Regions from separate parts of the Danio rerio genome. Here region 2 is linked to region 1. A link is a contact called in public HiCAR-type data. All regions are on one chromosome and are shown on one strand. The core of a region is the stretch at or near the end of the contact, and the rest is flanking DNA. Distances in the headings are between cores, read along the strand shown. Region 1 holds the start of ppp1r14ba (protein phosphatase 1, regulatory (inhibitor) subunit 14Ba). Region 2 holds the start of zgc:77262.

Region 1 (6,543 bases), core at 2,417-4,916:
ACCCCACTGTTCACTGTTATGTTTTTACTGCAATAAGTTATCATTTTAAAAGTTACACTGCATTAGTTAACACAATTTAAGGGAATGTTTTTTATATATATATATTATGCAATAAATTATGAAATTATTTATAGCAACTTGTAATACAGGGCGATGCGGTGATGCAGGGGGTGGCACATTCGCCTCACAGCAAGAAGATTGCTAGTACAAGCCTTGGCTGGGTCAGTTGGCGTATCTGTGTGGAGTTTGCATGTTCTCCCCATGTTCGCGTGGGTTTCCTCTGGGTGCTCCGGTTTCCCCCACAAGCTCAAAGACATGTGGTATAGGTGAATTGGGTAGACTAAATTGTCAGGTGTGGATGTGTGTGAATGAGTGTGTGTGAATGTTTCCCAGTGATGGGTTGTGGCTGGAAGGGTATACGCTGCATAAAACATGTGCAGGATAAGTTGGCGGTTCATTTCGCTGTGGGGACCTCAGTTTAATAAAGGGACTAAGCCGAAAAGAAAATTAATGAATGAACTTGTAATACCATGTAATGTAATGCAGTTTGGTATATTTACCTCCGGTCCACGGCTCATAATAATATTTGTTTTTTTGCCATTTATTTGAAATAAGTTTGGGCACCCTGATTTAGCCAAAGTGATAAACTGCAAGCTTTACATGTTTATATTGGTTTATATATTATAAATGCTAATTTTGTCAATGTTTTGGAGCACATCAACATATAGATGTCCTTAAAACTAACAGACTGAAACTAACATCTAAGTTTTTATTTTTTTATTTTATGGGACCTTTAAAAATTTTAAATGAAAACATTTGAACTTCTGTCAACATATTACACAGTATTGTTCTATTTAGTTGTACCTATATTTATAAAAATTAGATTTTATTAAATACAGCATTAATTAACACTACTGACCCTTAAACCTTTGAATGATAGTGTGCATATTTCAAGTCAGTCTGTTTATATATATATATATATTTTTTTTCCCCCAATTTCTGAATGTTTTCAAAACATTTCTAAACATAATAGTTTTAAAAACTCACCTCTAATAACTGATTTATTTTACCTTTGCCATGATGACAGTACATAATATTTGACTAGATTTTTTCAAGACATTTCTATACAGCTTAAAGTGACATTTAAAGACTTAAACTAGGTTAATTAGGTTAACTAGGCAGGTTATGGTAATTAGGCAAGTTATTGTATAACAATTGTTTGTTCTGTAGACTATCAAAAAACAATTGCTTGAGGGGCTAATAATTTTGTCTTTAAAATTATATTATACAAAATGACACAAAATATTTTAAATTTTAAATTTTTATTTTTAACTTTTATTGTTGCCAAAATAAAACAAGTCAGACTTTCTCCAGAAGAATAAATATTATCAGACATACTGAGAAAATTTCCTTGTTCTGTTAAACATCATTTGAAGAAGTCAAGGTTTTAAAACTGCTTAAGTTTTCTGTTATAATGTTCCTAAGGTGTATTTATAAGGTTTTTCAATGTGTTTTTTAAAACGTTTTGCAAAAAAAATCTGTTTTTTGAAACTAATGAAGACAGCAGGTCAATGATTTATTTAAATTATTTATCCTGACATATTTACCGTTCCAAAATAATATGTTTCCTAAAATAAAATGTATTTTATTAAATGGGGCAAAAGGTTTTCTTACACAGACATTTAAAAATAACTTATTTGGTAGCAGTAATCACAATACCGTGATACTGTAAAACCATATTTTTATCCAAGATATTCATACCATCAGAAACTTATACCGGCCCATGCCTACCATGTAGTTTTTCTTTCCCTGCTCTATGCTCAATGAGCAAATGTGCAAATCTATCTATATAAATATACTTGAACACACATATAATATTTTCAGTGCTGCGTTGGAAACATTGAAAAGCTACATATCTAATCAAAAATACATTTCAACCAATCTTTGTCCACTACTCTGAAAAGAAGCTACAACAAAAAAAGATTTAAATTAAGTTATGTAATTTGTCACAAAGCATCGCTGTTCTCTTAGGTACAAACATTTATCTTCGGGTTTTTTTTTTGGCTGAGGGCTATTGTGATTTCAGATCTGCTCTCAAAGCATCAGCATAATTGGACCAAACATGCAATATAATGGAAAATTCTGCTGTCAGGCCACATTAATGTACGCATAACCTGTGGGATTCAGATGACATTTCACAGGTTCGACAATGCATACTTTTATTTTCTTCTTCCTCCTCATTATTGAAATGTCACCATACTGTGTTGGGCTATAATCTGACATCAGAAACCATTTGTCAGTGGAAAACTTATCACAAGTCAGCAGGCTCTTAAACAAATCCAACGGATTCAGTATGTCAATCAGACAAAGCGAGATTTTAGCTCAGGATGAGGCCTACCGCTGGGCTGAAGAGAGCATTCACAGGAGAAAAAAAAATCTCATTTTCAAGAGCTGCCTAGTTTTACACCACATATAATCTAGGTCAGTTATATTAGCCCTGGAGGTTAAGTCAAGCTCAGAGTGAAGCATGCTTTGCATGTCTGAACAGATGACATCATCACAATGGCTAAAAGGGTGATTCCAAACATCCCAGGGGTCTGAAACTAAGAAATAATAAAATGCATCCTGACCTACTGTATATGTATGCATATTAAATAGACATGATAACCCCATTCAGAGAAATCTTGGGATTTGTGCACGTGTAGATATAAAAATATTAGAATTGAAATCTATGTCTTTGTTCCTGCAACTAGAGCTCCATCCTGTTATAGAGCTGTCACATTAATAAACGAGGCAAGCCCAAGTTTCGATGAAAAATGAATGGATTCGTTATGATTAAAGACTGCATTATGAATATATGTCTATTTTCTGTACTCGCAGCACCTGTCCATAAGACTCACCTTTGTTTTATGGCTTTGTCTGTTAGTTCTGTAATGCCACGCCCTTCCATGTGCAAACGCAAAACCATAAAATCAGCATCGATTAAAAGTCAACACAAATAAAATAAAATAAATAAAAGATGACATGCTGAAGTTAATAAGCAAGCTATTTATTAGTCAACTATCGCGCTAAATGGACATGACAAATGGAGCGTGAAGAATACCGGTGCACGAGTGCTGCTGGAAAGAAAGAGCTGTCATTCCTGGCAACAAAGGATTGCAGGTTTTGAAAGCAGTGACAGTGTTTTGTGTCCTACCTCGCAGTCGTACAGATTCATTAACTGGCTAACTATCCACTCTTCCAAATTCAGCCTCCTCCTCAGCTCTTTTCTGTCATATTTAACGGTCACTCGTCCTTGCTTCTGTGGCACTTCTTCTTCGGTACCGGGAGGTGTTTGAAAATAGACCCGGGGTTGAGGTGTTGTTTCCGGACTCGTTACCGCTGCCATTGTCCCTAATAAAAAAGCTGAGGTGGATTTAATGGCTTGATTAATAAGAGCATCAATTCAAAAGACAGCTGGTCATGTGCACATCCATTGCATGTTGCTGAAAAAAAGTACCAGGCCCCCTTTTCTTAAATGGAACAGACCTTTAGTTTGCAAGGAGTCCGCCACGGTAGACTGAGATCGGGCATACAAAGAGCTTAGAAAACTGAAGAATTCATTAGACTAATTGTGTGGCCGCGGTTTATCAAAGTCCATCTTCCCCAAATCGCTCCATCAATTGTCACAGAACAGCTTGTGGGCGCCGCCAAGTGTCCGCGCTCAAATACCAGGGATGCCGCACATGAATCGGTCGTTCGAGTCGGTTCTTTTAAGTGGATCAGTTGAAGAGTTCACTAAAATGACTCAGAGTAGCAATCGTGAATAAAAGCTTGTTTCTGGATCTTATGTTCGTATTATAGTTCTGACTTAAAAACAAATTGTCACAAATAAATACATTTTCAAGTTTAAAATTCTCACATGATAAAATGACTAAGCCGGAGGAAAATGAATGAATGAATGTCACACTTTTGACTTTATCTCTAAGAAGTGTATCTCTAAGAACCTCAGCGCTCATATATTTATTTAATATAAAGAGGAAACTTAAATCTGATTATTTTTCCCCTCAACTTTTATATCTTCCAATGCCTTTATTTATTTATTTATATTTATTTATTTGTTTGTTTGTTTTATTTATTTAATGTTGCAGAAACAGCCACTACTACTAATTTATGCTACTTTAGGTGTATTTTACACTATTGCAGAAATAGCAATATGTTGCACCCTATTTTTGGAGACACTGCTCGCTCTGCAGTGAGCACCACTTTTATTTTTTTGCAGTCTATGCTTGCACCTAGGCCTAGACAGACACATTAATCTGAAGTAATGAAGAATCATTTGACTGTTTTACTAAAACTGTAAGCCATGCGTTGATGCCCATGCAGCGACCAGTAACATTAGAATTAAAACTTATTTCAGCAATCTTCTCTAATTGTTATTTAATGGAGAATGCATCAATATCACAAAAAAGGCATTTGAACCACTATTTTGAAAAGACCAGTTCAAAAGAACCGATTCGCGAAAGAGTCGGACCTCCATCACTAATATTACCACCTCTAATCGTTTCCTCAGTTTTTTATGTAGCTGTGTCTGTGGTTCTAAAGTTGATAGATTAATTATTAATATCGGTTTATATAAAGTCACATATAATTATGTCAAGTACAGTTACCTTATCATTATTGTTATGTTATGCATGTATAATAGATGCTGTCTGCGACCCCTCTTTTTTATGTGGACTCTTCCATCTAAACCAAATCTCCTTCGCTCTCACACTTACACTGTGCATTGCGCCTGTGCAAACCAAGTGACCCTCCGACTGTCTCATTTAATCGTAAAATCATCCAACGTTATGTAATTTATTCAACCACAATTGGTTCATTCACTTCAGTAAATAGCCATCATTTCTGCATCAGCTGAATTTGAATGGTTCAACAGCCCTCGGGCAATTTGATTGTCCATTTAGAATGTTCTTTTATGACTATTTTATTATTATGTTTATTTGATTGGGTTATATTTTACTGTTATGGTCATGCATGGCTACTGTAATTCCTTTTTGACGTTAAGCACCATAACTGTGTTTAGTGAAGTGACTACATTTAAATGTATAAAATTAAGTTTAAAAATGTGAAAATACTTAAGGGCGTGGTAAAATTGCTAATGTTTATGCTAATCCTTACTAATGTATTCAATTGAATGAATGTTTAGTCGGTCAAACGTGCAGCGAAATTAGCAGGCTGTAATTGTTATAGCCAACCTAATTTTTTTAAATTTTATTTTTTCTAAATTATGAGATAAAAAAAAAAAAAGAGTATTAATATTTCAATAGGTCAGTATACCTGTACATTATAGTGGAAATCTAGAAGATAAATAAGATGACTAAAATATACTGTCTGTCCTAAAATAAACAATGGGACTTAAGGCTGAAATGTGCACATTTTTGGTAAAGCACTTCAAATCAAACATACATCAATCATTTTTTTTAAGCTGTGTTTTGTTTATTTGTTGTTTAAATTATCTTCAGGCAGTGGTAAATGTTTTAAAGTGTAAATTACGAAATATTCTAATAGAGTCTGTATTTTTAATTGTGGCTGTGTCATTCCAACTAATGTGTTATGAATAATTGTGCCATGCACAACCTCTGATGCCTTCCTGTTTCTGAGCAAAGAGATAAAAGTATCACGGTTTGCTAAACTTTCAGCATTGAACACATATTTGCACAATTTCCTTTCTAAATGCAGAACATGTCAGGATGGTAAAAGCTGATTTTGGGGGCAATTAACCTTTTTCATTTACTGTTACGTGGCTTCACTTTGTTATTTAACTATTATATTTAAATTAATCATTTGATACAATATAATTATTGTGTGGGTAGTGCGGTTGCGTAGTGGGCTGTCGCCTCACAGCAGTGTATGTGTGTGAATGAGAGTTTATGGATGTTTTCCAGTGATGTGTTGCAGCTGGAAGGGAAACCTCGGCATAAAACATACAGTATGCTGGATAAGTTGGCGGTTCATTCCGCTGTGGCGACCCCAGATTAATAAAGGGATTAAGCAGAAAAGAAATAAAATGAATAAATATTTTGTTTTTTGTTGTACTTAAAAGAAAAAGCTAATACATTTGATGATGCATTATTACATACTATTAAGCCTTTTCTAAACTTGAGTTATTTTAATATTATCTTACTGTCATATGATCTTCAAAAAGCTGAAATAAACAGAGACCTCCTCAAATAGATGGAGTAATCCTGTTTTTGTTATTTTTTGTGAAAGGAAAAGGTCACTTATGCTCACTAAAACTTGAATTGATTACAGTTAAATATAATTAAATATTGTCAGATGTCACATATTAAAATTACTGTTTTGTAATAAAGCTGAATGCAATTCATTCATGTGATGCAAAGCTCAACTTTCATTGTAACATATTGATTTTCTGTTCAATAATTCTTATTGAAAACTGCTCAATTTGTTTTTGTAAACACAGTGCTCAGCATATGAGCTTAGCATTTATGAGTAAACCCCTCACAAATCTCTCTTTTAAATTCATATTTTTAATAGGATGCTATA
Region 2 (6,543 bases), core at 1,623-4,122, 170 kb after region 1:
AGTCTCAAACACCTTGATTAGTTGGATCAGCTGTGTTTGATTAGGATTGGAGCAAAACTGTGCATAGCTGCGGCCCTCCAGGAATCCAGTTTGAGACCCATAAACTCAAAAACCGCAAAAGACTCTGACAACACTTAAATACTCCAAAAACCAAACAGAAATAAACAGGTTAACATTCAGTACGACCAATATCCTGTAGAACAGACTATGCTATTCTATGTAATGCAAAAAATATGTGTATTTATATATATTTTCAAGCAATCTTTAGTTTTTTAGAAGTACATGCCAGAGTAAAATGAATGAAAATGTCATTTGCTTAAACTAAACAAAAAAACGATAAGACTGGCAAATATAGGACATCATAACATGCTATAAAACTCCGAAACACAGATGCATTTAACTTCCTATTTGCTGTTTCTTCATTGGGTGGAGGCAAATCTATTATTACAGTATTAGCTGATTGACCCGTTATCTAAAATAGCTACAACTATCACAGAATATTACAAAAAATATTCACCCCTAACTCCCTGAAGGTACGCCCCTTTTAGTTTACTCAGCTCTCCACAATAAAAAGGGACGGACAGACTTCAATGCTTAGTAGCTACGGCCGAAGCCATTGCTGTACTTGTCCTCCATATAATCATCCTTATCAAAGCCTGAGCCAACGGAGTAGCGCTGATAGTGGGAGGAAGGGGCACTAGGAGGAGGGGGGGCTGAGCTAGCACCATTGCGGGCGAAACTGCGGGCAAAGCCCGCAGGAGGTGGTGGAGGGGGAGGTGGAGGCAGGAGAGAGCGGCGACCACCGAGAGGGCTGCGTTCACGGTAATAGCGACTGGCGACAGGAGGTGAGACCGGCCGTTGAGGAGGCGGAAGGCGCCGGTCATAAGGATCCCGATCGTAAAAACGAGGGGATGGAGGGGCGTATGGGTCATGGCGGAGGCTCCTCTCGTACGGATCACGCTCATAGTAGGAGCGGGGCGGTGGCGGTGGGAGAGGAGGAGGCGGTGGAATTCGGCCACGAGGCGGATAGTAGTCACGGGGTGGCGGGCGAGGGGGGAGAAAGTGAGGATGGTCGTGCGGGTGGGGTGGATAGTGAGGTGGAGGAGGAGGATAATAGTCCTCCCCTCGGCCGTTTCTGGATGGATTACTGCGCGAGAGGGACACAAAGATCTTTTGGCCATCCACTTTGGAGTGGTTAAGCTTTGCGATGGCATCCAGAGCCTCGTTTTCCCTCTGCATGTGAACGAATGCATAATTCTTCACGATATCGCATTCCACCACCTTGCCGAATGGCTGGAAGAGCTCCTTAATTTTGGCAGCGGCAACGCCTTCGGGGACATTGCCCACGTAGATCTTGGTGGCATTGCGTACCTTGGTGGTGGCATACTCAACAGTGATGCGGGAGCCGTTGACCTCATGCTTGTGCAAAGCGGAGACGGCCTTCTGCGCAGCCTCTTCTTCATCCATGTGCACAAAGCCATAATTTTTCAGAATGTCACAGTCAGACACTGCGCCGTACTTCTCGAATAAAGCACGGAGCTCATCTTCTGTGGTTGCTGAAGCTACATTGCCAACAAATATCTTCACCATTTTGAATGAGAAGAACAGCGGTGTGTTTTGGAATCAGTCTTTGGTTGATTTGCACATGTAAGGTCTCAAACAAGCTTCTTCCTGAGGGGAATAAAAACAGTCACATGGTCAGGCAAAATATATGCAAATCAACTTTAGTTTAAGAGAGAAATACAACCTCCCACAATTTCCCTGCTGCTACCGTTCTGCACCCTGCTGCAGTGTTTTTACTTTGATGTATTTAATAATACATTTCAATATACATTACTATATTAATATGACCCTTAAAACTCAGTGGGAGCTTATAAAATTAAACATAGATATTTGTTTATACAGAACCTTTGTTAGTCGTGGAAACAAATTAGGAATTTGTTCCAAAGACGACAATCTTCCACACTTTGTGTGCTAATTAAACATCTTATTTTAGACTAATTTGGTTACAAAAGGTAAACAAATAGCAGAGCCACAATTTAGTAAAACGAGTAAACAGTAATATATCATATCAAAGTCACTGTTCATTATTTGTTCAGTCATTATAGAAACTAACAATTAATACTTGGACAAACTTATTTTCTATCATGACTGAGCAAATGAAGTAATGCACAAACAGTGACTTTAGAGGAGCTAAAGTAAACATATAATACAAGTCAGATCTGAGATACAGTAGAGTTCAAGACTAAACGCGACTGACCAATGAGAATCTCGCGTAAGTCCTTAATAATAATAATCAGCGTTGTTTCACTTTCAGGTTATTATAACGTATGAAGTTCAAACACGGTGCATTGTCTGATTCAATTATTTCACATTGTAATGTTAAACGAGCACAATTTCCGACGAAAATAAATTACTACATATCCTGAACATCTCATTTTAGTCACACTGATCTAAGTATCTCATCTCAATCACACAATGACTAAAGCTTAGCATGCTAATGCTTGTAGCTGTTAGCCTCAGATCTAGGAAGTATCTGAAAAAAATATACATAGGAAAGACTTTGCAGACATTTGTGGGACAGTAACATTTGTTAAAGTAATCATCTTACATTCTAAAATAAATCAGTACATTTATATTAAGATTTTACCGGTTCACATGAGAACAATACTCTGCATTGGATAAGATAGCGCAGCCGAGGGGATATCAGTACTGCGCTCATTTAAACGCTCGTGCCGTACTTATAATGTACTCGACTTTTGAAACCAATCTTGTTTAAACGTATTTAAAGGTATAATTTTTAAAACTCACCTCAAAATTGCTGCTATAGCGCAGACATGGGTGCGCTTCTGTCAATATACGATGACGGCGGGGTCGACGGCTTGTCTGAGGGGTGGGGGAGGGTCATATGCGCCGCGAGCAGTCAGAGTGAGCGCCTCCTAACGGCCGAACCCAAAACCTGACTCAGTTCATTTCGAAGAATCATTTAAAAACGATTCAGTAATCGATGATTATATTTTACGTAATTTCGTCGATACATAATTAATTTCATGAATAGCCCATTTAACATGCTGTTGTGGTGTGTATAATGAAGTGATAGTTGAATTTATTTGTAGTTATCTTTAACCATATTGACTCGCAGAGTCAGATTTGTTAGCCGACTCGGAATGATTCATCACTACAGCAGATGTGCAGAGGTTGCTTCCGGTGTCACTTCTTTCATCCCTTCCTTTCATTGTTGAACTTAATGTAGAGCAAAATGTCGAATTATTTGGACAACACACAACCTACATATACATAAGAGCGTATTTTGATTAAGTACTTCGGATGCTGGAGGTAAAAAATCTAATAATGAATGTGTATAGTATAAATTTAATCGGATGACGCATTAAACAATCATGTCCAACGTGATCAACCAGCAGCTGCATCACTTCACTGCCATTCAAAACCCTCTCGATTGGCCTCATGGTACAGAACAGACAGGGTGTGAATTACATATTGACGGTCAGGGGTGGTCAACTTTTTCAGCAACGTTATTTTGTGCTTCAATTAATCAAATTAAATAACATTTATAGTAAAAATGCAAGGTATTTATAGCATTTTATAGTATATTTATAAGAATAGTTCATGTATTCTGACCTACAATATCCTGTGATTAGCTATTTTAGGGTTTACTGTAGGACAAACTATACAAACTATTCACCTAATTTTACTTTACTTTTAGGCTATATGTAGAAACAAACACCTATTTTAAAAGACAAGTGTTTTGTGAACACTTACCATGTCTGTCGGATTAATTGACGCGTTTATGCATTCACAATGGTAAAATCCATTATAAGGGTGGTCAATTGTATATTTATATAACCTATTATTTATTTAGTAAAATTATTATTTAAGATGCAGATCAGAGCAAATCATCTCTTACTATTAAGACTATAGATGCCCAAACTAGGGCCCGCGGGCCAAAGTTGGCTCATGGTAACCTTTGATTTGACCCGACATCCCATCAGAGAGGGCAAAGGTTGGGCCAAATGCCTTTTTACAGAGATCTTCATGTCTAATTTAATTTTCTTTCTTTCATTGAGCAAAAAAGCAAACTGAAAATAAATGTTGTGCATAAATCAGATTTCTAAAAATGTAAATGCTGTCACTTGAAGATAGAGGACAACACACAAGACATTGATAAGCAAATCAATAAAAAGTTGTAAAAGAAATCAATAAAAATGTAAAAAGCAAATCAAACTTTTTATTTATTTTTATTTCATATAATTTGAGTTTGCTTTTTATTGATTTGCTTATTATAATCAAAAGAAATGTATATATGTCACTTATACTTATACAGTAACTTCAGCCTGCCACCCTGAATCAAGTTTGGGTTTTGGCCCTTCATAAGAAAAAGTTTGGGCACCTCTGATTTAGACAGAAGACTGACCCCCAGCCCCCACATACATGTTTTCAATAACTTCAGGGGGATCGAGCGTAATTACGGTTGGTCAATAGCCCCTAAACCCCCTTGTAATTTGACCTGAGGACAAACATCCCATACACACTTCAGAATCATATTGATTGTTGGCCCTTATAGTGTTGGTGTATTTGCATACTGTACATTTGGACAAACTATTGTTAAATGCTGTTTTGTCGCATACTATATGGCCACAGACTTTGTGCAATTTTGTCTTAAAGCCATGCTACTTTCCTATTTCATATTTATACAATAAGTTGTCTTTTCATACATTCAAAAAGTTAAATGAAAATGGCCAACACTGACAACTAGAATTATGTGACTAGTAAATAAATGAAATAAATGAAGAATAAAGGTTACAAATGTTCAAAAACATGGGATTACATTGTTATTATTATTATTATAAGCATTTGCTACCATATAAATATGCATTTATCATCTTAAAATTCTCTGTAATAATATACTCTTACCCTAAAAATAAAGCAACAAAAGCTTAAATTACTACTAAGTTTCCAAATGCTCTCAGAAGGAAAGGGTTTAGAAAGTAAATAGTTTTATTTGTATTGCATGCTCTTTAAATCAATTAAAGAACAAAAGCACTTTAAAAGTTTCTTTAAGATGAAACAAAAATAACTAAAACAGTACACTAAAAAGAATAATGTTCATAAACAGTTGAACACAAATCATCCAACGTCTGGTTTATTCATATAATAATATTAATAATTATCTTCTCCAGAGAAAGGCAACGAAACACAGACTCATTCCAGTGCAGCAGATTGGATCCAACCAGCAATTCTTAATTACACTACAATCCACCAATAATTACTTAATTGGCCCTTAATTAGTTTCTGATATATAACCCCTGCAGTAGAGGAAAAACAAACAAACAACAACAACAAAATAAACTAATTGTCTGGGCGTAGGGGTGCGGAGAGGTGATTCACCTCCGGTGCACCGAGGGTTCAAGTCAACAATTCTATTTCAGCTCAAATAAGACACTGTACTGTGATGTAAAATGGGGCAGAGTATACAGATTAGCTACCATATCACTGGCTAGACCAGAACCAATCAGAGCTTTCAGAATTACAGCTCTACTGAATGTGCCTAGCCATTTGGGTCGTGATTTTGTGTAGTACATTCAGAGCGTCAATTCAACCGCCAATCTCTGCTCATCACAGCTAACCTGGATATGAAAGTAAGATCAAGTAATGTGGTGGTTTACCATTGTTTGTGTTTTGGGATGAAAAAGGAATAAGAACCAGGGTATGGGGGGGTGGGGTAGTTTCCAAGACAGTAGCTGGCTTACGTTCATAGAAAAAAGAAAACCACTGGCAAACATTTCCAGTTTATCAACACCAACCTCTTGTCGCCGTCTGAATTGAGGACAATTGTGAGTTCCAAGAAAAACCACAACATTTGAACGAAATTGCCACAAATAAAGACAACAACACAAAGTTTTTCGAGGGGGGGAGCTGAGAAAGGAACAGAAAACCCAAACCAAGACAGAACACCTCCCCCAAAAAAGAAACCCCCTGAAAAATGTCTATATGCACAAATGTCCCCCATGAACCTGTCTTACACCTTTTCCCCCTTTACAGCCTCGAGACTCTTCATTGCTGCCGTCGACTCTTCTCACAGTGCCTCCTCATTCCCAAAACATGGGCTCAAAATATCTTCCGCAGAAGCCGTCGTCTTCCTCACAGTTTTAGCTCGTTCGCGATCTTCGAAGCGATGTTCTTGAAGGCGATGGAGGTCCCGGAGATCCTCTTAAAGCGCACCCCATTGAGGGAGAGGCGAGGTAGTTTGCACACCTCCATCTCCCACTGGACGAAGTCGTCATGCGCTGGGTTTCCCGACATGCAGAGGAGCATGAAGCGTTCGCGCAACTCGTACTCGCAGCTGTTGGAGTCCAGGACCTTCCGGATCTCCTTCATCATTTCATTGGGCTCCATGGAGGAGGTGGTCTTCATGCTCCAGGTGAAGCGGAGGGAGCGTGGCTTGGTGTCTTTGGAGGCCTGGGTGGAGGAGGGTGTGCTGGACGCTGGAGAAGAGGAGGAAAATGAGTCCTTGTTTTCGTCGCT

The links. HiCAR-type assays count read pairs that join an accessible place to other places.
Region 2: a HiCAR-type map of caudal fin shows a contact between it and region 1, with 5 times the contacts expected there. The contact joins the promoter of zgc:77262 here to the promoter of ppp1r14ba in region 1. A contact is called at or near these places in 2 of 18 Hi-C or Micro-C datasets (both in embryo) and 2 of 4 datasets of contacts at active chromatin or transcription factors (caudal fin and embryo).

Annotation. Positions count from the first base shown.
Region 1 is chr21:30,076,434-30,082,976 of GRCz12tu, forward strand. ppp1r14ba (protein phosphatase 1, regulatory (inhibitor) subunit 14Ba) reads right to left here and starts at 3,667. Exons shown (of 5, transcript NM_001045853.1): 1 at 3,529-3,667; 2 at 3,197-3,393. The coding sequence starts at 3,388.
Region 2 is chr21:30,248,945-30,255,487 of GRCz12tu, forward strand. It overlaps zgc:77262, which reads right to left and starts at 2,873. Exons shown (of 2, transcript NM_205654.2): 1 at 2,812-2,873; 2 at 1-1,671. The coding sequence starts at 1,590. The coding sequence ends at 595. mark2a (MAP/microtubule affinity-regulating kinase 2a) reads right to left here. Exons shown (of 17, transcript XM_073935974.1): 17 at 4,999-6,543. The coding sequence ends at 6,160.